Regions from separate parts of the Mus musculus genome. Here regions 1, 2, 4 and 5 are each linked to region 3. A link is a contact called in public Hi-C, HiCAR-type and HiChIP or PLAC-seq data. All regions are on one chromosome and are shown on one strand. Each heading gives the region's core, a stretch centred on a gene start, on an enhancer-like site or on the middle of the called end of the contact. The rest is flanking DNA. Distances are from core to core; before and after follow the strand shown.

Evidence for each region. A called contact is a pair of places that touch in the nucleus more often than the background predicts. HiCAR-type assays count read pairs that join an accessible place to other places. HiChIP or PLAC-seq counts read pairs in DNA pulled down with a chosen protein or histone mark.
Region 1: a contact with region 3 is called in a HiCAR-type map of kidney, with 5 times the contacts expected there. The contact joins the enhancer-like site here to the promoter of Atp1b1 in region 3. A contact is called at or near these places in 9 of 39 promoter capture datasets (the 3T3-L1 cell line, the C10 cell line, the HPC-7 cell line and 4 more), 3 of 484 Hi-C or Micro-C datasets (all in liver), 10 of 115 datasets of contacts at active chromatin or transcription factors (VIP interneurons, astrocytes, extraembryonic endoderm stem cells and 7 more) and 2 of 9 other capture datasets (embryonic stem cells and liver).
Region 2: a contact with region 3 is called in a Hi-C map of ventral hippocampal neurons, with 4 times the contacts expected there. The contact joins the enhancer-like site here to the promoter of Atp1b1 in region 3. A contact is called at or near these places in 8 of 39 promoter capture datasets (the 3T3-L1 cell line, 3T3-L1-derived adipocytes, cranial neural crest and 5 more), 12 of 484 Hi-C or Micro-C datasets (B cells, cerebral cortex, cortical neurons and 5 more), 12 of 115 datasets of contacts at active chromatin or transcription factors (the 230-238 cell line, astrocytes, embryonic stem cells and 5 more) and 4 of 9 other capture datasets (adipose tissue, embryonic stem cells, liver and 1 more).
Region 4: an HNF4G HiChIP or PLAC-seq map of pancreatic cancer cells shows a contact between it and region 3. The contact joins the enhancer-like site here to the promoter of Atp1b1 in region 3. A contact is called at or near these places in 5 of 39 promoter capture datasets (the 3T3-L1 cell line, hippocampal neurons, liver and 2 more), 1 of 15 datasets of contacts at CTCF or cohesin (large pre-B cells), 2 of 484 Hi-C or Micro-C datasets (both in embryonic stem cells), 5 of 115 datasets of contacts at active chromatin or transcription factors (embryonic stem cells, forebrain, large pre-B cells and 2 more) and 4 of 9 other capture datasets (adipose tissue, embryonic stem cells, liver and 1 more).
Region 5: a Hi-C map of granulosa cells shows a contact between it and region 3, with 1.7 times the contacts expected there. The contact joins the enhancer-like site here to the promoter of Atp1b1 in region 3. A contact is called at or near these places in 6 of 39 promoter capture datasets (the 3T3-L1 cell line, hippocampal neurons, liver and 1 more), 15 of 484 Hi-C or Micro-C datasets (Sertoli cells, adipose-derived mesenchymal stem cells, cardiomyocytes and 11 more), 7 of 115 datasets of contacts at active chromatin or transcription factors (astrocytes, embryonic forebrain, embryonic hindbrain and 3 more) and 2 of 9 other capture datasets (adipose tissue and pancreatic islet).

What each region holds. Positions count from the first base shown.
Region 1 is chr1:164,702,274-164,705,997 of GRCm38.p6, forward strand. No RefSeq gene overlaps it. Among named protein-coding and RNA genes, the nearest start is that of Dpt, 93 kb to the right of the region's middle. Within about 2 kb of position 1,933, at least 69 of the 459 cell types and tissues checked have an H3K27ac peak or open chromatin away from gene starts, as enhancers often do. A contact at or near this core is called in VIP interneurons, forebrain, hippocampal neurons and 2 more, where this site is marked.
Region 2 is chr1:164,588,958-164,593,180 of GRCm38.p6, forward strand. No RefSeq gene overlaps it. Among named protein-coding and RNA genes, the nearest start is that of Gm26685, 88 kb to the left of the region's middle. Within about 2 kb of position 1,329, at least 26 of the 459 cell types and tissues checked have an H3K27ac peak or open chromatin away from gene starts, as enhancers often do. A contact at or near this core is called in cerebral cortex, cortical neurons, forebrain and 2 more, where this site is marked.
Region 3 is chr1:164,456,337-164,460,003 of GRCm38.p6, forward strand. It overlaps Atp1b1 (ATPase, Na+/K+ transporting, beta 1 polypeptide), which reads right to left and starts at 2,019. Exons shown (of 6, transcript NM_009721.6): 1 at 1,425-2,019. The coding sequence starts at 1,521. Gm32391 (predicted gene, 32391) reads left to right here and starts at 2,187. Exons shown (of 4, transcript NR_168343.1): 1 at 2,187-3,404.
Region 4 is chr1:164,650,447-164,654,200 of GRCm38.p6, forward strand. No RefSeq gene overlaps it. Among named protein-coding and RNA genes, the nearest start is that of Dpt, 140 kb to the right of the region's middle. Within about 2 kb of position 2,000, at least 14 of the 459 cell types and tissues checked have an H3K27ac peak or open chromatin away from gene starts, as enhancers often do. A contact at or near this core is called in pro-B cells, where this site is marked.
Region 5 is chr1:164,326,072-164,330,123 of GRCm38.p6, forward strand. It overlaps Nme7 (NME/NM23 family member 7), which reads left to right. Exons shown (of 14, transcript NM_138314.4): 4 at 2,222-2,329. Among named protein-coding and RNA genes, the nearest start is that of Nme7, 20 kb to the left of the region's middle. Within about 2 kb of position 2,435, at least 19 of the 459 cell types and tissues checked have an H3K27ac peak or open chromatin away from gene starts, as enhancers often do. A contact at or near this core is called in granulosa cells, where this site is marked.

The DNA.
Region 1 (3,724 bases), core at 683-3,182, 250 kb after region 3:
TATAAGGAAGCAGCTCAATAATTAGCAATTCTTATAGTCTCTGTTTCAGTTCCTGCTCCCATGTTCCCAACTTGAGTTACTACCTTGGTATCCCTTAATGATAGACTGATTTAGAGGTGTAAGCCAAATAGCTCCTCTTCTCTCCACTCTCCAAGTTTCTTTAAGTCAGAATGTTGCAGCCTAGCAACAGAAAAACAAGTGATGATAATTCTTTCTACAAAGAAATTTCACATGTCATTAGTTGCTCTTAACATGCACAAGTCTGAAATACAACGTTCTTCCAAAGCCATAAGGAAGGAAATGACTTTCAGAAGAGGTAAGTGACCGTTCAAAGTCACATAGCTCTTTTAGTGGCAAGCCAGTAGTTAGTCTCTTTTTCAGCCATGTACTGGAACTCAGTGACTGATTGAGGAGTGGCAGTAAGTAGGATACTGAAGCCAGATGCCCCAGGTAAAAGCTTTTCTAGGATTCTAACTGAAGAAACTATTCTGAAGGGCATCCTACCCATCCATAGTTCTCTGAAGATTTCGCAAAGGACTGATGGAGTCTGCTAAGTCTCACCTTCAAGTGTGAATTCCGACATGTTTTATATTCATCAAATGTAATGAATAACTATCAACTAACATGAACTATAATAAGAGGAATATAATTAATAAAAACATCTTTGAAAATGTAGGTGCTATCTAAAAGTAAGCACGGCCTTTGCTATATTTCATATCAACGACAGCATAGTAACCAATAGCTTGAGGCTTCAGTTACCGTGGACATCTGACATCTGTCCATGGGCCTCCTGGGTAAATCCTAAAGGAGCTGCCTGGCATTGAATGCATTTATTTTTCTAACTAGAGAAGCTACTAACACATATAACCCTGAAGATCAACATATCAGTATCTCAGCTCCACCTCCAGTGTTGACTGCCAATCCGCTCTGAGGTTTTCATGAAATAATTTATGCATGTCAGGACCACACTTTATGATCACCCAGAGGTTTATATTTCATGAAACACTGTCTACTTTGAGCCTACTAAGAGTCCTCGCAAAATGCTGATCACAGCCTCATGCTATAGCGGTCAGGTAAGTTAGGGAGTCAAGTCTTGGTCTTACAAGAGTCAGTTTAATGAAAAAGATAAAAATTATACATGTACCTGAGCTTGTGAGTACTCATACACCTCTGTATATGGCACACACACACACACACACACACACACACACACACACACACACTTCTATGATAGAAAAAAAAGCAGCTAATGTATATTTTATATGGGAGAGTATCAGAAAACATATTGGTATTAAACTGAGAGAAGCAGTACAGACTCAAAGGTAGACCATCTAAAAGGACTTTAACTTGTATCCTTTGGTTCTAAGTTCAAGTGTTTTCTCTCACCCTTTGCTGCATGTTTTACTGTTTGCCCATTCAAAGCAGGCATGGCTAGTGTAATGTTTAACTATAGACAAATGACTTTCCCCTGTTCCAAAGGCATTTAGTAGGGGTGACAGAGACACGTGATTGCCTGAATAGCTCTAAAGTTCAAGGAACCTCCAGCTCCTGTAACAATAACCTTATGTTCCCAGGATAAACAGCTAGGGAGAGGAAGATAGCTTTCCCCACGTGTCTGGAAGTTCCTAGCTTTTCTGAACCCCACTGTGGTAAAGTCGCCAGTATTTCCTGATCCTTGTACTAGGCCTGTTCTTCAATTACCCATCAGTACTGTCTCACAACGATACCAATCAGGTCCTAGGTGATTCTGGTCTGAGCACATTACAAGGATGTGATGTATAAGTTGTAATTGTTCCAAGTGGCTCAATGTAGGTAAATGTTAGTCCATTTAGGTACAGACTTTACAAAAACTGCAGTCCCCTAACTCATAAAGATGACCTCTAACTCATAACTGAAGTGTTCCGCTGCCCAAGAATGGAGACGACCTGGTTGTCAGTGGAGATTTAGGAACTGGCTGTTCCATTCATTGTGGAGCAAAGGTGGGTGATTCTAACTCACCTGCTCCCTGATTGATTGCCCGGCTGCTGACGATTGGCTGTTTGGGTTGGGACGAAGCAGTGACCATTTTGTTTTTGTAAGCCAAAAAAAAAAAAAAAAAAAAAAACAAAAACAAAAAAACAAAACAAAAAAAAATCAACCAAAACAAAACCCACAAAACAAGCAAACAACGCATGGCACCTCTTCATGAGGTGTTTGCCTCTGTTGGTTCTGTGTCTTCTCAGCCCTGTAGCAGGAAGGAAGCAGCCTGTTAGGGTTGGTGACTTACACAGAGCCATTCTCTGGTTTCCCTTTTCTTCTGGATGCCACAGTGATAGGTAGGGGGCACACTGCAGGGGCTAGCACTGCCTGCCAGAGAAAGGGAAGCATCACGAAGTCAATGCGGGTCTAGGAACTAGGACAAAGCTTGACCTTGAACATACCCTGTTTGCTTCATCTGAGAAACACAAGTATTCAGAGGACAAGAGCCGTGAGGCCTTCCAAAGTGGCCACTCGAACGAACAACTCCAAGACCAAGAGGGAAAGGGACAAGTTGAGCGCCAGCAAGCAGTTTTTGCTAGGCATACCCAGAATGAGCCTGTTTATTCCTGGGCCTTTACATTGCCATGGCAACCAACATGGCCATGCGCTGCGTGTATTGTGTTTACTACCCTTTACAGGGCTCAGCACAGTGCTGCCGACACATAACAGAAAATCAATGAACACTGTCGAATGACCTTTGTAGCTATCTATTTATGGTGAAATCTCATTAAACCACTTCTTTCTCTACAGACAAAAGGAAAAAAAAATCAACTCAGCCTTGACACTTGGGTAAATAAGGAAAAGAGGTGCGTACAGGCAAAAGGACGAATCAAAATCTTAAGAACTTTTGAAAGGTGTGCATATGTTTATTTCTCTCTGTTATGCTATAGTTTACCTTTCTGTTATTTCTACATTTCTTTTGCTTGTCCGTCTTTCTCTCCTTTGATGAGAGACAAGTACTCATTATGTCGTTGAAGTTACCCGAGGACTTGCTATGTAGCCTAGGCTGACCCTAATTCAAAACTTCCCCATTTTAATGTCTCTAGTGCTGGAATGAAAAGCACGTATCTCTGTGCTCAGCTCTATTTAACTTTCTATAATTAAAATGTGTGCTGACTTTTATAGTGAAAAAAAAAAAAACCCGTAGCAAACGTTCCAAAAATATAAAATCCTCTTTAAAAAAATCATCTGTCTTCTGGAGCAATAGCAACTATCTACTGATTCTGTAATGTCTGGTCGAAAGGTGGCTAGGGGTAGACTTATGTGCATGGGTCTAAAAGAGAGGTTACATCATTCTATAACAGGCAGAGGATGTATTTAATACATTTTCCCAGTATAAAAACATGATGCAGTTCTAACATGAACAGGTACAGGAGTGATTTTTCCATCTGATTAATTCTGTAGCCTTATATCTCTATCTGGGCTCATCTCCTTACATCCTGCGTGACTTAGCTTTGTTTTCTGTTACTATAACTGAGTATTCCTGGTTGAGTGACTTATAAAGCACAGAAGTTTCTTTGGCTTTGGTTCCAAGGTCTAGGAATCCAGAATGGTCATTTGAGTATCACCACATGGTCAAGGGCAGCAGGTAAAATAGAGCCAGGGTCCTCGAGGGTCTCTTTCTCCTCCTGGTGAAAAGAGGAAGACAGAGATATCAGTCTGTGACCTCATCTAATTTTAATTACCCACTGAAGGCTTTATCTTC
Region 2 (4,223 bases), core at 79-2,578, 130 kb after region 3:
ACAATGCCAAGATTCTGCTAGCTCTGGGCTAGTACAGCAATCAACAATTGACAGTGCAGAGATACCTTTACACCAATGTACCTGTTGAGGTACATACACATAATACAGTACTCAATACTGTTGAGTCACATTTCATCTGCACACAAGGGGGGAGAGAGACAGAGGGAGAGAAACAGAGAAAGACAGAGAAACACAGAGAGAAACAGAGATGGGGGAGAGAGAGACAGAGACAGACAGAGAGAGAAAGAGCAGACGTCCAGGCTGTAAAAACTCAGAGGCAGTTCCCATTTATGTGTTTACTTCCCCCAGCAAAGCTCTGCCTTCTTAAAGTTCCATAACTTTTCTAAACAGCTACCAACTGAAGATGAAGTATTCAATTACACAGCCTATGGGGGACATTTCTCACCCACACCACAAGTAATGATGAGACAGTGTGGTCACAGCCATAGAAAATGTGTATCCACAACTCAGGGATGCTGTTGGCCTTCAACATCCTTGGCTTTAGATCTATTCCTATTTATTTTGTTTCTCTATCATATAGCAGAGTCCTGTAGGCTATTTCTTCTAGGTCCCTTTGCTTGCATGTTTTCAAGGATTCACCCCAGTGTAAGATAGCAGGCTAGAGGAAGGGTGAAGCTGGGATATTTTCTCCCATCTGCTTTTGCTTCGTGCTATGACTGTAGTGGTAGCTGTATTATGTGTGTGACCCAACCCTCAATGCCCTATAGGTTCTAGGGACTCTGCCTTTTTTGTCTTTTTAGTCCATAGGTGGTACCAACTCCTTGAATGTTCGTTGGTTCCTAAGTTGCTTTACCATGCTCTTGGGTTTGCGTCTTTCACTATCTGAAATCATTTTCTTGTATTAAACACCCAAGCTGTGAGAAGTCAGAGCTCAGCTTTATCTAGAGGTGACATCATAAAGAAAGTAACACTTATCACTGCAGGGCTGCAGACTTCCATGGACATGAATTCCAATATGGATCCCAGGTCTGGAGAAGAGCACAGGTAGAGATAACTGAGGTGATGTAGGTCAGGGAGGACAAGGGACCACAGATGAGGACCCCTCGGTGAGTCAAAGTGCTTTTGGGAAGCAGGGCATTTCTCCAACCCTGAGACGTGGTACACTTCAGACATCATCGTATGGCTGAGTATTATTCCTGCTGTGACAACTGCGTACTGGTCTTCCATAGGAAATTGAACAGTCTTATTTTTTTAAATCTAAAATCCTAAAAAATATTCTGCCAGATGCTTCACTCATCCTGTGTCCCTCCCCATCCGCCTATTCACATTGGCATGTGGACATGTTCCCACCAAATGAGTCAGTCAGATCGGAACATTAGTCTATTGGAGCAGATGTCACTTTAAGAAAACAACATTTCACCATTGCACAAAGCTTACCAATAGCATCTATCATGTGGCGATGGTGCTGATCTAAAGGAAAGGGGTAATTTTTGGTGAATTCAAAGGAGATAAGATGGCTATAATTATAGGGCATTGCTTCTAACTAATCCCAGAAAGAAGAAAGGCTGTTTTGTATCATGTTGAGATAGGGGAGGGAGGAGGGAGGGACTTGGCAAGGAGGGTAGGCTGTCAGAGGGAGGAGGTGGGAGATGGCAGTGTTTAGGGATGGTATTTTTGTGTCTTACTTACCCTGTCTCAGACTAGACGCTTCCCAGCAAGTAAACAAGACCTTTGAAGGTCGCTGAGGAGAGAATCCAAGGGATTTGCTCAGTGAGAACACCTCCCTGTATCTCACAGGTTTCCTAACCACAGCTCCTCTTTCCAAGCCCTCATAAATCCGCCTGCTGCCTGTCGTGGTATCATCTCATATTGGTCTAGTGTAGAATCTTCACCTCTCAAACGCAACCAGTATGAAACACAAGGCAGTTCGTTAGCGGGAGCTTTATGATTGTGGTGGTGACAACCATCTGCTACTGTGACCTAACCTTTTGTGCATTCACACATAGATTCCCTAACTAGGTCGACACTGTGTGTTGAATGTCATCCTCAGATTCTCTAGCTTCCCATGTATGACATAAGTTCTCAGTGCATGTTGACTGATTGGTGAGGTATCAATGCAAGTGGCTGTGAGGTTCAATGGCCTCCCCAATGGGAGGCAGAAACTAGTATATTTTGTGGAGGAAGGAAATTAGCATCTATAGAGAACCTATGAGCCAGGCCTTCTACTGCAATTATTTTACTTCAGCATTGAGAAAGACTGCACAATAAATATACTCAAATTAGTGCTGAGGGAATGGAGATTTGGAGAAATTGAGGTTAGTTTATCAATGCTACAAAACTCATAGGTTACAAAAGCTAGGGATTTAATCATATGGTCATTTGATTTCAAATTTTATGCCCCTTTAAAATGAAGCTTTATTGTCAAGGGACATCCCCTCCCCCCACTTCACTTCTTTCAACCTGACCAAAATCAGATGATTCTCACAGGCTGTTTTAGCAGTTGAAGACTTTTCAGTCTGTCTGACTGAACTTTGGAAATACTCTTAGGAATAAAATGAGGTAGAGAAATAGCCTCCCTGCCATGTTCACAAGCTGGGAGATGTTGTATTGCAAAGGTAAGAGTAGCTAATGTTGAAAATACAGTTACCTTTGTTAGATTACTAAATTTAAAATAGAGAGATTGCCATGAATTATCTGAGGGGCTCCAACAAAGTCACAAGGTTCTTTAAACAAGGAGGAAGGGAGACAGAGTGATGCAGAGTGGGAAGAACTCGCATGTCAGTGTGGGATTTGATGGTGGAGCAAGAGTCTATGAGCCAAGGAGCATGGGTTCCAACTAAGACCTGGAAATGCAAGGGAGTGCTCTTTTGTGGAGTTTCTAGAAAGAAATTAATCTCTCCAACATTCGATTTCATCCCGCTGCCACCTGCCCCAGATCGCTGACCTTCAAAACTGAGATAATAAATTTGTATTGTTTCCTGACCCTTGTTACAGCAATGTTAGGAAACGAATACAAGAGGCAACAGTAAGTCAACTCCTGGTCCAAACTTGCACAGACCTCGAGAACAGGCTTGATGGGTTTGAGGTCAGATAACACATGGATGAGAAGGAAAGGATAATTCAGGTGACACTGGAGAGTAGACCAGAACGGAGTGCAGAGATGACTGGAAGGCAGGGAGCAAGAGTACTTATTTCTTGGGGGGACATCTTCTGGGGAAACATGAAGAAATGGCTACTTCATCCCTGATAGGGAACCAATAACAGACCAAAATAATGATTCCAACAAAATCTAGGTTGGCAAACTAGTGAGTTTAATTGTGATTACTTACTAGATAATAGACAATCTAAAAGAAGCTGTATTACCAAAAAGCCCATGCCAGCATGGGTGATGGCTCACAAGAGCTGCACATCTCGGAGCTCTCTCTGCAGGATCAGCAGGTACCAGGAAATTGGAGAGTCTCTCTATATAAGCAGGAAGTCCTGCTTATATTACCAGGAGAAGGGAGGGGCCTTGTGAATCTTGTACATTTCAGGAATTTCTTGAGGCCTGTGTGTTGATCACTTCCTCAGTCCTAAGGAGTATCTTTCTAGGATGCAGAGTTTCTAGAAAGGATGCAGAAACTTGAAAGGAAGATTCCTTCCTCCAGGATGGAAATCATTTAGTTTGGAGGACAATGCTTCACTATAGTCACATACGGGGCTTGGGATACAGCAGCTATTTCCCTAAAATTCCCTGATATACTGGAGTGAGAAAATGGTGGAGCAAATGATGATGAAATGAAGAGGCTAATTAAACCAAGAGAGAGAGAAAAAAAGACAGTAAAGAAGGGACGAGTCCATCTCATCTGCAGCTACCAAACCCAGACACTACTGAGGATGCCAAGAAGTGCTTGCTGACAGGAGCCTGTATAGGTGTCCCCTGAGAGGCTCTGCCAGAGCCTGACAAATACAGATGGTGATGCTTGCAGCCAACCTTGGACTGAGCATGGGGGACCCCAATGGAGGAGTTAGGGGAGGGACTGAAGGAGCTGAAGGGGTTTGTAACCCCGGAGGAAGAGCATGAGCCAGCAGCTAGACATGAAGGCTCAGAAATGCATTATGCCAAAGTTCTTCTTCCACCTTAAGCATGCAAGGACATTCTTTCAGGGTCCTCGGCAATATCATTACTAACTCTATCAAATTATAGATATATTTACAAAATGAAACATAATCCTTTAGTATAACAGTCTATGAGGTGGGGAGTGGTGGTTCAAAATAATGAT
Region 3 (3,667 bases), core at 769-3,268:
TCCGCAGTGCACCTCCTAGGCCTCCTAGCTGAGTTACAAAGAGTTGCTAGGAAATAGCCCAGGCTGGTCATCCTTTACAAACCTCACATCTCTTCAGGTCTCTCCTTCCACGTTACAGAAACACGGGTATGCTACGGGCATACTCCCATGGAAGGACAGTCTCCACAAATAAAATGGAATATAAGGCGAAATAAAAAGCCATCCATTTAAGACTCCATTTTCCCATGGCTCAGGGATGCCTATGCTCCCTGGTAATACCGTGGAATGAATGAGGCGTCACCTTCATAACCTTGAAGAATGATGCATTATTAACCCTTTATTTTTGAGAGGCTCCCTAACTGCATTTTTTTTTTCTTTAGGAGGAAAAAAAATCATACATCCCAGCTTCTTCCTTTTCAAAATGTCAGCCAAGCGCTCTTTTCCCTGACTCATTCTCCAGTCTATTTCCATAGACCCTCCCCACACAGGAACGCAGCATCGCATCGTTAGTTTTCAGGGTTCCCTTAGTTCCTGCAATGCTGCTGCTATAGGGGTGGGAGGGGGAAGGAGGCGAGAGAGAAGGTAGAGGAGCTGGTGGTGATGGTGATACTGGAGAAGGAGGGGGGCAGTGATGCAGCAGAGGGGAGTTCCCTCCCTCCCTTCCGCAGTCACGACTCATGGATTTGTCTACAACTATGCCCTTCAAAATGACCTTAAAAAAAAAAACCTAGTACCTTTCCAGTGTAAGGAGGTAAAAAACAAACACGGTATGTAATTTTCAATGGGGTATGAGGGGGAGTCCAGCCAAGGAAGCAACAGGCTGCATGAAATGCTCTAATATAACCTGTTTCTTCGTTTGTATCATGAAGAGCTTAAAAACACCATGTCTAGCCAAGGCTTAAAAAACGAGCCATGAATGGAGCTCACTGGGCCATTTCTGGGCTGTGATGACTGCAATGTGTGAGGACTGCAGTGTGGATGCATTTCTTCTCCCCGTTCCTATCCATTCTAGATACATTTCTAGACTGGAAGAATGATGCTATCTATCGCAGCATCGTCTGCATTAGAACAGGTACGCTCGTGAGTTCTGCTCACGGCCCCAAATCTCGTTTTTCTAAGGTCTTGGGAGATGGAAAGGGAGGGTACATACATAGGCTCCTGGAACCTGACCGAATTTCCCAGGAGGAAAGGCTTAGGAAACGAAGATCCCTACCATACCCAAAACCCTAGCTCCAGCTCCCCACCCGAGGCGCATCCTGGGGACCCCCCACATTTGTCACTGGATGCCAAGCCCAGGGCCGCACGCTCCTAGCAGCTCCTACCACCCACTCCCTAACACCCTGGTCAGCCCCGCGGGCGCCGAACTGTCCGCAGTGCTCGCGTACAGACGCGCCTCCTAAGAAAAGCCAAGGCGCCGACGGCAGAGCCGCGGAGCGCGTACTTACACCAACTACCACCGGTCCTGCCCAAAAACTCCTTCTTCTCCGAGTTCCAGATGAATTTCTTCCAGCTGCCTTCCTCCTTGGCTTTTCCGCGGGCCATGGTGTCTGCTCAGCAGTGGCGGCCGAGGCCGAGGGAGGGCGAGTGCGGCGCGCGCCCTGGGCGTCCTCGCGGCGGCTGCTCGGTGTCCCCGCGGCCCGGCTCTGTCTCCGAAAGCGAGACGCGCCGCTGCCGCTGCGGCTCTCCGAGTGCGAGGCGCGCCGCGGAGCAGCCTAGGCAGAGCGGGAGGAGGGGGAGGTGCGGCGGGGGCGGAGGGAGGAGGGACGAGGGAGGAGGGCGCGCGCGGGCTGGGCGGCTCCGAGCCCCGCACCTAGAGGTGGGCGCGCGGCCGCTCTCGGGCTTTCCCCGCACTCCGATCGCCTTCCGGGGGGCTCAGCGAACCCCGCAGCTGCTGCTTCAAGCTGTAGCTGCACCACTCTGCTTGCTGTGACCTCTGGCGAGATGGACCAGGGACAAGGAGGGAAAGTCACCGGGAAGGGCGAGCGGAGTGGAGCGCGGGCTCGGCACACGGGCGCGCAGGCCAGGAGCCGAGAAATTGGCTGAGGGCGCACGCCCTACCTTTACTATATACCGCGCCTCCACCATCCGTAGCTCCGCCTACCGGCGGCACGGCAAGCCAATCGCCAGCGCCGAGAAGGCGGGGCCTGAGCCCCCGAAGGGGCGGGCGCGGGGCCCCGCACAAAGGAGCCGGCAAAGCTAAAGGGGCTGGCACCGCAGCAGGGGTGCGGAGAGGGACTGGGGGCGGGTGAGTACTGCTCCCGCAGCTCTGCTGGCCCTCTCTCTGCCCCGAGCTGTGCCTGGACAATCCTCCTCGTCCTCCCGGCCCCCGCTCGCCAATGCTGTGGCCTGCACCTGCATCGCTCTCTGGGAACCTCGGAGACCTCAACTCCTTCGTACTGGTCTTACCCCTTCGTACTGGTCGGGGTTTACTGCAGGTCCACCTCCCCTAGGCCATGGCCAGGTGGGGGAAGGTCACTCCAGGACGCTAGTGACTCTGCCCAGCTCTGCTCCGCCTCTCTGCTTATGCACCTGCCGCCCCCTCGCACTCTCTGCCACTGCGGTTGCAGTTCCGGCCCGTCCCTCTTCTGCAGGCCAGCCCAGCGGGCAGCCTCGGTTCCTGACTCCTGGTCTGTGCTTGTGGGCGGCCTGAACCACCTCAATCCGGACAATTGCCAAACCCACCCTGGGCTGTAGCTGGGAACCGGTTGTGGCTCCTGCCAGTCTAGACCCCGGGGAACAATTTATGCACGTGACCCAGCCACCTAAGACTCTCCTGGCCCAGGTCTGTGGCTGGTATTCCCATTGGCTTACTGTTCTGTCTCACTGGGGGCACCCCTACCCTATACTGTAGAATTCTTGGAATGACAGAGCACTTGGGAAGACCCAGCTCACATGTCAAGATGTCGCAGAGCACTGTGTTGGACATGACCATTCTTTCCATCCTTGTTGGCTGAAAATCCGCCCTTATTTTCATCCACCGAGCCCCTGAACAGCTTTCCACACAGCTCTTATGGTGATGACACAGCAGAAAACATGGCGAGGCTTCTGCAGTGGCTGCAGAAAAGCCTGTCCCTGGAGCGACCTGGCCGGTCGCGCAAAGAGCTAGCTTCTTATCAAAGACCTTCCCAACACAGAGATGGGTTCCCAAGACACCCTGCCATTTTCAAGGTCAATCTTGCAGGCCCAAGGACAAAACCGAAGGGATGCAAAAATGAGCTTTTTCTCATTAATCCCACTTGCAAGACTGAAGAAAACCTTAAAATACCCAAAATTCAGGGGAGACATAGCAACTGAGTCTCATGGAGTCCACAGGGGCTGCCGACCCACTGTGTCAAGGACAACTGTGAGAGCAGCTTGTTGAGAAAGAAGTCACTCTGCTTTGCCCCTGCAGCGTTTATTTTGGAAAAAACCCAAGTTTGTGGTTGGTAAGCTATTAGAAGAGACTGTACCTGTAGATTTGATGCCACTGTCTCTAGGCAGAACTTACATTGTGGAGGGGATTCCGCAGACCAGACCACTGGGAGGTGTGTGTGTGTGTGTGTGTGTGTGTGTGTGTGTGTGTGTGTGTACCTCATATATATATGAGGGAGGAAACCCCGTGGGCAGAATCAGGAAAAAAAAAACCATAAGGAATAAGTAGGGTGTAAGTAGCTTCAAAAGGGATGAGACTTGGCTGGAGTTTGATGGT
Region 4 (3,754 bases), core at 750-3,249, 190 kb after region 3:
ACTTTTCTAAGTGGTGTTTATTGAGAAAATTATTCACTTCTTATAGATTTTCCAATTTGGTGGAGTACAGGTGTTTAAAGTAATTATTATTATGATTCTCTGGATTTCTTTGGTGTTATATCTCTATTTTCATTTCCAATTTTGTTAATTTGAATATTTTCTTTCTATTTTTAGTTAATTTGGATAAAGTTTTGTCAATCTTATTGATTTTTTTAAAAAGAACCAACTTTTTGTTTCATTGATTCTTTTTATTGTCTTTGTTGTTGTTGTTTTCTTGATTTCAGCTCTGAGTTTGATTATTTCTTGCCATCTACCTATCTGGATTTTTTTAGTGTTGTTATAGAACTTCAAGATGTTCTATTACTATTATAAAATCTCTTCATTTTTTAAAAAATATAGGTACTCAGTACTATGAACTTATCTCTTGGAACCACCTTCATTGGGTACCATAAGTTTAGGTATGTTGTGGATACAGTTTCCTTCAATTGTAGAAAGTTTTAATTTCTCTCTTAATTTCTGTCCTGGCCCACTTTTTATTCAGTAGTGAGTTATTTTGTTTCCACAAGTTTGTAAGAGTTCTCTTGTTTCTGTTGTTGTTTATATCCAGCTTTTATTGGTGGTGGTCAGATAGGATATAAGGTGTTCTTTCAATTTTCTTGTATCTGTTGAAATTTGCTTTGTGTTCAGGTATGTGTTTACTTTTGGAGAAAATTCCATGAGGTGCTGAGAAGAAGGCAAATTCTTTTATACTTGGGGAAATGTTCTGTAAATATCTGTTAGATCCAATTGGTTTATAATGTCAGTTAGCTTTGGTTTAAAGTCTATTATTTACAGATATTAAAATGACCATGCCAGTTTGCTTCTTAGGTCTATTTGCTTGAAATATCTTTTTACATTCTTTTTTCCCTGTCTAGCATTGACATTAAGGTGTGTTTCTTGCATGCAGCAGAAGGATGGGTCCTGTTTTTGCATTCATTCTGTTAGTCCTTTTATTGGGGAATTGAAACCACTGACTTTGAGAGATATCAATGAGAAATGTTTGTTGATTCCTATTATTTTGTTATTGTTGTGATAGTGGTCTGTATGTGTGTGTGTTTTTCCTGTCTTTTGATTTGTTGTTCTGAGATTATTTATTCCAGGTGACTTCTTGGGTGGGGTTAACTTCTTTACATTGGTTTTCCTTCTAGCTCTTCTGTAGGGCTGGATTTATAGATAGATATTGCTTAAATTTGGTTTTATCATGAAATATCTTATTTTCTCCACTTACTGTGATTGAAAGTTTTGCTGGGTAGAGCAATTTGGGCTGGCATCTTGGTGTTTTAAGAATTTGTAGAGTATCTATCCATGCCCTTCTAGCTTTTAGAGTCCCCACTGGAAAGTCAGGTATTGTTTTAATAGGTCTGGCTTTATATATTATTTGTTCTTTTCCCCTTGCAGCTTTTTAATGTTATTTCTTTTTTTGAATGTTTAATATTTTGATTATTATTTGTCAGGGGGACTTTCTTTTCTAGTCCAGTCTATTTGTTGTTTTGTATACTTCTTATACTTTGATAGACATCTCCTTCTTTTGTTTTTTTCCCATGAATTTGTCGAAAATAGTTTCTGTGCCTTTGACCTAGGTAACCTAGATTTCTTCTTCTTTCTCTATTCCTATTATTCTTAGTTCAAGTCTTTTCATAATGCCAGAATTTTTTTTAAAGATTTAATATTTACTGTGACTGAGGTATTCATATCTTGTATCTTGTCTTCAATGTCTGAGGTTCTCTCTTCCATCTCTTGTGTTCTGTTGGTGAAGCTTGCCTCTGCTTCCATCTCTTGTGTTCTGTTGGTGAAGCTTGCCTCTGCTTCCATCTCTTGTGTTCTGTTGGTGAAGCTTGCCTCTGAGGTTCCTGTTTGAGTTCCTCAATTTTTGTTTTCTTGCTTTCTCTCACTTTGAGTTCCCTTATTGATTCTATTTGCACTTTCAGGGCTTGAATTGTATAACCACTTCCTTCTATTTGTGTGTTCACAGATTTCTCTAGGGATTTACTCATTTCCTCTTTAAGAAACCCCTATCAGAGTCATCCCCAGGTCCCCTGTGCATATATTATAGTTATTAGTGTTTTATTGTGACTCCTGGCTCTGCGGGTGAGAGGACATCTGACTCTTTTGCTTACTCTTTGGACTCTTTTCCTCCTGTTATCCAACTTCAATATGAAAGTTTTTGCTTCGTCTTATTAGATTTCATTTGTCATGTTTGGTTGTTATCTCTTAGAAACCTGCTCTTTTCTAATGAGAGACAGAAAGGTGACCAATTGGGAGGAACTGGAAGGAATGGAGCGAGAGGAAACTATAATCAGCATATATTGTATGAGAAAACAGTCTATTTTCAATTTTAAAAAGAATCCATAGAATATTCACAAAGGCTATTTAAGATCTTTTTTCATGTGCTTCAGCTATGTTGCAATACTCAGGGCCTGCTGTGTTAGGTTTGCTGGGCTCTTGTGGAGACATCTTATCCTGTCATTGACTGTGTTTTTGTGCTGGCATGTAGGGACCTGAGTTTGGGAAGATTGCATTCAACACCATGCACACTGGAGCATCCTCAGCTGCTCAGAAACTTCTTTTTTCCCTGGAACTGACTTAGGTGCTGATATTGTTTGGGTCTGAAAAACCAAAACAGCCCAAGCAATCAGGAGAATCCAGCAAAGCATGATCTTTATTTGAATTAGGTAGCAAAAACTGACCAGTCAGTAGCTGGTTTTGAACATTCATCTTAGCAAGTATTTAAACAGATGACAAAATTTCATTATACTCAGGCTGCTACTGATTGATCAGGGCAGCAGAATAGACTTGGGAGCCAAACTGAAACCCTGAAGGGAAATTGTACATCATTTTTAAAGGATTGAACCACAAATTGAAGAAGACCAAAGTAGAATGTAGCATTGTCTAATTGTATTTTGACACAAGGTTGAGCAAGGAAGTAAATGTTGATGACTGGGCCCCATCTGGGTCACCTGGTTTCAGGGTCCTTAACTCATAGCTTTGATGGTCAGGCCTCCTCCTGAACTTCTGTCCCAGAACTCAAAATGATAAGAGAAAAAAAGGAATCTGGGGCAAGTTAATTAAGTCATAACAGGCAATACATTTACAACTCACGGATCTTAGTTTAGATAATCAGCAACTCCCCTCTTCCTGGTTAACAGACAAGCATGAAACACCTGAAGAAGCAGGATAGCAGGTAGGTTCTGGGGCCTGGGAATATGAACTCAGTTTTAATCCAGTCATCAAAGTGGAAGCTGTTCCTGAGATGGCTGGACTCAGGCAACTGTCTCTTTAAAAGTATCTGGTCTTGTCTTTGATGGGCAGGTGTTTTGGTCCTTAGTTTCTGTTGTCCTCTCTGGTTCTCAGGAGAGCTGATAGGTGTAGCCACTGGGTAGAATGTATTTCTAGGTATTGGGGGCTGACATTTAGTAATGGGGATGGGGTGGGGTGGTGCTAAGGGGGTTCACAGGAAGGAGGAAATGAGGGTGTTTCCCTAGATCTGCTTAGTCCCCGGAGAATAGGGACAGAGAGTGAGAGGAGGCTGAAGCAAATGGCCTGCTACAGACCTGATGACGAGCCTGGGGATTGGACTTGGGGGAATGGCTGGAGTGGCCTGAGGGTTCCTAGGGAATGAATGCCTGCTGGAGTTGGAAGGGATTGGGCAATGAGAAGGGAAGATATGCATGGTCCACTAGAGGTAGGGGAGGGGAAAAGGGAGGCCTCAGCAGGA
Region 5 (4,052 bases), core at 1,185-3,684, 130 kb before region 3:
TGCATGCTTTATTTTTGATACCAGAAATCCTTGAACTGAAATGCTGCACATATTTATTCCTTTTAAATAAAATACAAGTCATTTTTGTCATAAGCCTTGATAGAGTTCTTAGGTTTTCCTGTTTGGCCCTGTAAACATAGCTGTAACTGTTTTTTAGTTTTAGGGTAGCTATGTGGCATTAGGCTTTCTGTTTTAGATAAATACACTGCTAATAAGTACAGTAGATAATATGACTTTAAAGTTTATGCCGAGCCTGGCATAAACTTTGTGTAACTCCAGCACTTAAAAAGTAGAGGCAGGGACAAGCAGCACTCCCACTCTTGGCTATATGACTAAGGCTATATGAGGCCCTGTCTCTAAACAGTAAATTACAATTTAAAATCCATAAAACATTAACTGTGTGAATGTGAAGGCTTTGCTATTTTCATAACACCTTTGATTTCTGTATGAAACCAAAACACAGCAGTTAATTTCTCATAGCTATAATTTGTTCATAGGAATTTCATACCAATTGGTGTTATTGATGATCTTTTTCAATATGAAATGCCTTGCCTATTTTGTTAAGTTCAGAGTATAAAACAAATCATTATATAACCGATGGAATTATACAATTTAAAAAGAAAATTGCTGCCCAATTATTAGACAGAGTATCTGTGATTGTGTGAGCTTCCCGCAGATGCATAGGCAGAGCCTCCTTCAGTTTACCTGCTGTGATGTGTGTTCTGCAGCTCACAACCCCCCAGGGTCTTATGTGCATGGGGCATAATTATATACAACTGGGAGGGGGGATGCTGCTCAGGAAGTAGCTGGAATCTCAGATGGAGATCTGATGTCCCTCCTCCCATGCTCCTTCTGTGGGGGAACATCAACAGGCCCCCTCAGGATGCTGGAGTGATCCCAGCTGCTCTGACTAATGAGGAGCTGGCGGGTATGCAGGAGCCCAGCGTTCCACAGCCACCCTGCTTCTGATTCAGCCGCTCTAAGAAACAGTTTTGGGCTTAGCTAGTGAACGAGCCTGAATTTAATCCCACCACTATCAAAACCAAAACAATTTTTTTTTAAAAGCAGAATTTTTTCACTATAATGTAATGTTTGAATATTCTCTATAAAGTATTTCTGAGAGAAATGGAAATGTTCAGTGAAGATGGGATGAGATTATTCCTGTAACCATTGGACACATTATGGAACTAACTCAGGGTGGCTCTGCTCTCTGGGTGTCCTACGAGAATCAGTTTCTCCTGGAGTTCACCTACAAGGCCAGACCTGGAGAAAGCAGGGTGCAGTTCCTGGGTTTAGCTCAGTCACATGACAGGCTTTGCGATATTACGCTGGTCGAGTGTATCCTGTGGAACTCAGTTTCTTTATCTATGAAATGAAGGGTTTGAACAAAGCCAAACCAAACATTGGTATCACCTGGAAAATGAGAAATCATCTTTTTTGATAGACATGGCTCAATGAAATTGAAAAGTAAAATTTTGAAAATGAGTAAGGTCTGGGAGTGTGTGTGTGTGTGTGTGTGTGTGTGTGTGTGTTTCACTGAGGCAAGTCATGGTTATAGAGGAAACTGGCTATTTTTTCCAGATGACACACAGGGTACCTCTCTGCCTGTAGTTTCTATTGTAAACTCTACGTCATAACTCGAAGAATCCCTACCTGAGAGCTTAGGAGTGTCTGAAGCTTTTGAAAACAGTGGAAATCACCTCGTCAGTTGTTCTGTCTGGAGCTTCCTCATCTGAGAGGAGTGAACAGAGGCCTGTCTCGCTTCTGTTTCTCAGAGGCGAACACTCTCCCCTGCTGTTTTTACAAGATGATACAGCTGTGCAACTACTGAGAGGAGAGACATTTACACATTAGTGCAATAGTCTACACTTGCCAAACTCCTGAGTTTAAGATATTAAAACTTCTAGCAATGGAGTCTCTTAGTAGCTTGTTGATAATTTTGAAGTAAACTTGACTGCGGACCAAGCATGAGTTGTTAAAGTAGTCGGATCCCGAGCTCGAGTTCCAAAGACTGCTGACTGAATGGAGACAATTGACTGGCCTTGAAGAGATGATTAAACTGACCTTTGAAATACACAAGTGTATTTAATCAGAAACTAGCAGGACAAATTTCTAAGAAAAGAGTACTTGAGTATAATAGCAAAGATTTGTTTGTGTAAATATTTGGAAGTCCTTAGAGTGCTTATACGGTACTGATAAAATTCTTTGTTTTCCTTCACAGAATCAGAGCGAGAGATTCGCTTTCATTGCAGAGTGGTATGATCCAAATGCTTCATTGCTCCGACGCTATGAGCTGCTGTTTTACCCCACAGACGGATCTGTTGAAATGGTAACTGAGGACTGGAAAGATGGTTCCGTGGGTAATGCGCGTGCTGTGTGAGCATGAGAATCTGACCCTCAGCGGGCAGGTGAACAGTCAGGCATGGCGGTGCCTCCTCGTAATCCCAGCTCTGTGGGAGCAGATTGTGGACTTGCTAGCTGTGTGGTCTAGCTCAGTGGGTAAGCCCCAGGTTCAGTGAGAAGTCCTGTCTCAGATTATAAGGTGAGCCAGGTGTGGTGGTGCACATCTTTGATCTGGTATTCCAGAGGCAGAGAGGCAGAGGCAGAGAGGCAGAGAGAGGCAGAGAGGCAGAGAGAGAGAGGCAGAGAGAGGCAGAGAGGGAGGCAGAGAGGCAGAGGCAGAGAGGCAGAGAGAGGCAGAGAGGCAGAGAGAGAGGCAGAGAGAGGCAGAGAGGGAGGCAGAGAGGCAGAGAGAGAGGCAGAGAGGCAGAGAGAGAGGCAGAGAAGGCAGAGAGGCAGAGAGAGAGGCAGAGAGGCAGAGGCAGAGAGAGGCAGAGAGAGAGGCAGAGAGGCAGAGGCAGAGAGAGGCAGAGAGAGGCAGAGAGGCAGAGAGAGAGGCAGAGAAGGCAGAGAGGCAGAAAGAGGCAGAGAGAGAGGCAGAGAGAGGCAGAGAGGGAGGCAGAGAGGCAGAGAGAGAGGCAGAGAGAGAGGCAGAGAGGCAGAGAGAGAGGCAGAGAAGGCAGAGAGGCAGAGAGAGGCAGAAAGAGGCAGAGAGAGAGGCAGAGAGAGGCAGAAAGAGGCAGAGAGAGAGGCAGAGAGAGGCAGAGAGGGAGGCAGAGAGGCAGAAAGAGGCAGAGAGGCAGAGGCAGAGAGACAGAGGCAGAGAGGCAGAGGCAGAGAGACAGAGGCAGAGAGGCAGAGGCAGGTGGATCTCTAAATTTGAGGTCAGCCTGGTCTACAAAGGAAGTTCCAGGACAGCCAGGGCTACACAGAGAAACCCTGAGAGGCCTTGCCTGAAAACCAAAGAACCTCCCCCAAACAAAACAAAACAGAGCAAACAATGCAGGTAAGGGGGATAGCTCCCGAGAACCAGGTCTGAGGTCACCTTTGGCTTGCATGCATGTGCATGACTGTCCATTCATACATGGGAGCTCACACACTGGTAAATAACCTTTGTTTGCTTAAAAGTTAGCAAAATTATTTCCTATGGGACGGGGAGAAGACTGAAGCTGCCTTTCTGTATGGTTGATTTTGAAATGGCATTTGGGATGTATTTTTTTAATTTATTTTTTATTGAAAATTATATTGTTTCCATACAACAGATTTTGATTACAGTTTCCCCTACCCCAACTCTTTCTAGATATTCCTCCTACACCCTTTCTTTCTCTCTTTCATTAGAATACAAGCAGGCATAAAATAAAAACAAACCAGAATATGACAAAACAAACAGAAAAAGTTCCAAAGAAAAGCTCAAGGGACACGTAAAGACACTGAGACACACACATCCATGCACACCGTGACCACCTGCAGGATCACACACACATCCATGCACACTGTGACCAGCCTGCAGGATAACACACACACACATCCATGCACACTGTGACCAGCCTGCAGGATCACACACACATCCATGCACACTGTGACCAGCCTGCAGGATAACACACACACACATCCATGCACACAGTGACCAGCCTGCAGGATCACACACACATCCATGCACACTGTGACCAGCCTGCAGGATAACACACACACACATCCATGCACACAGTGAC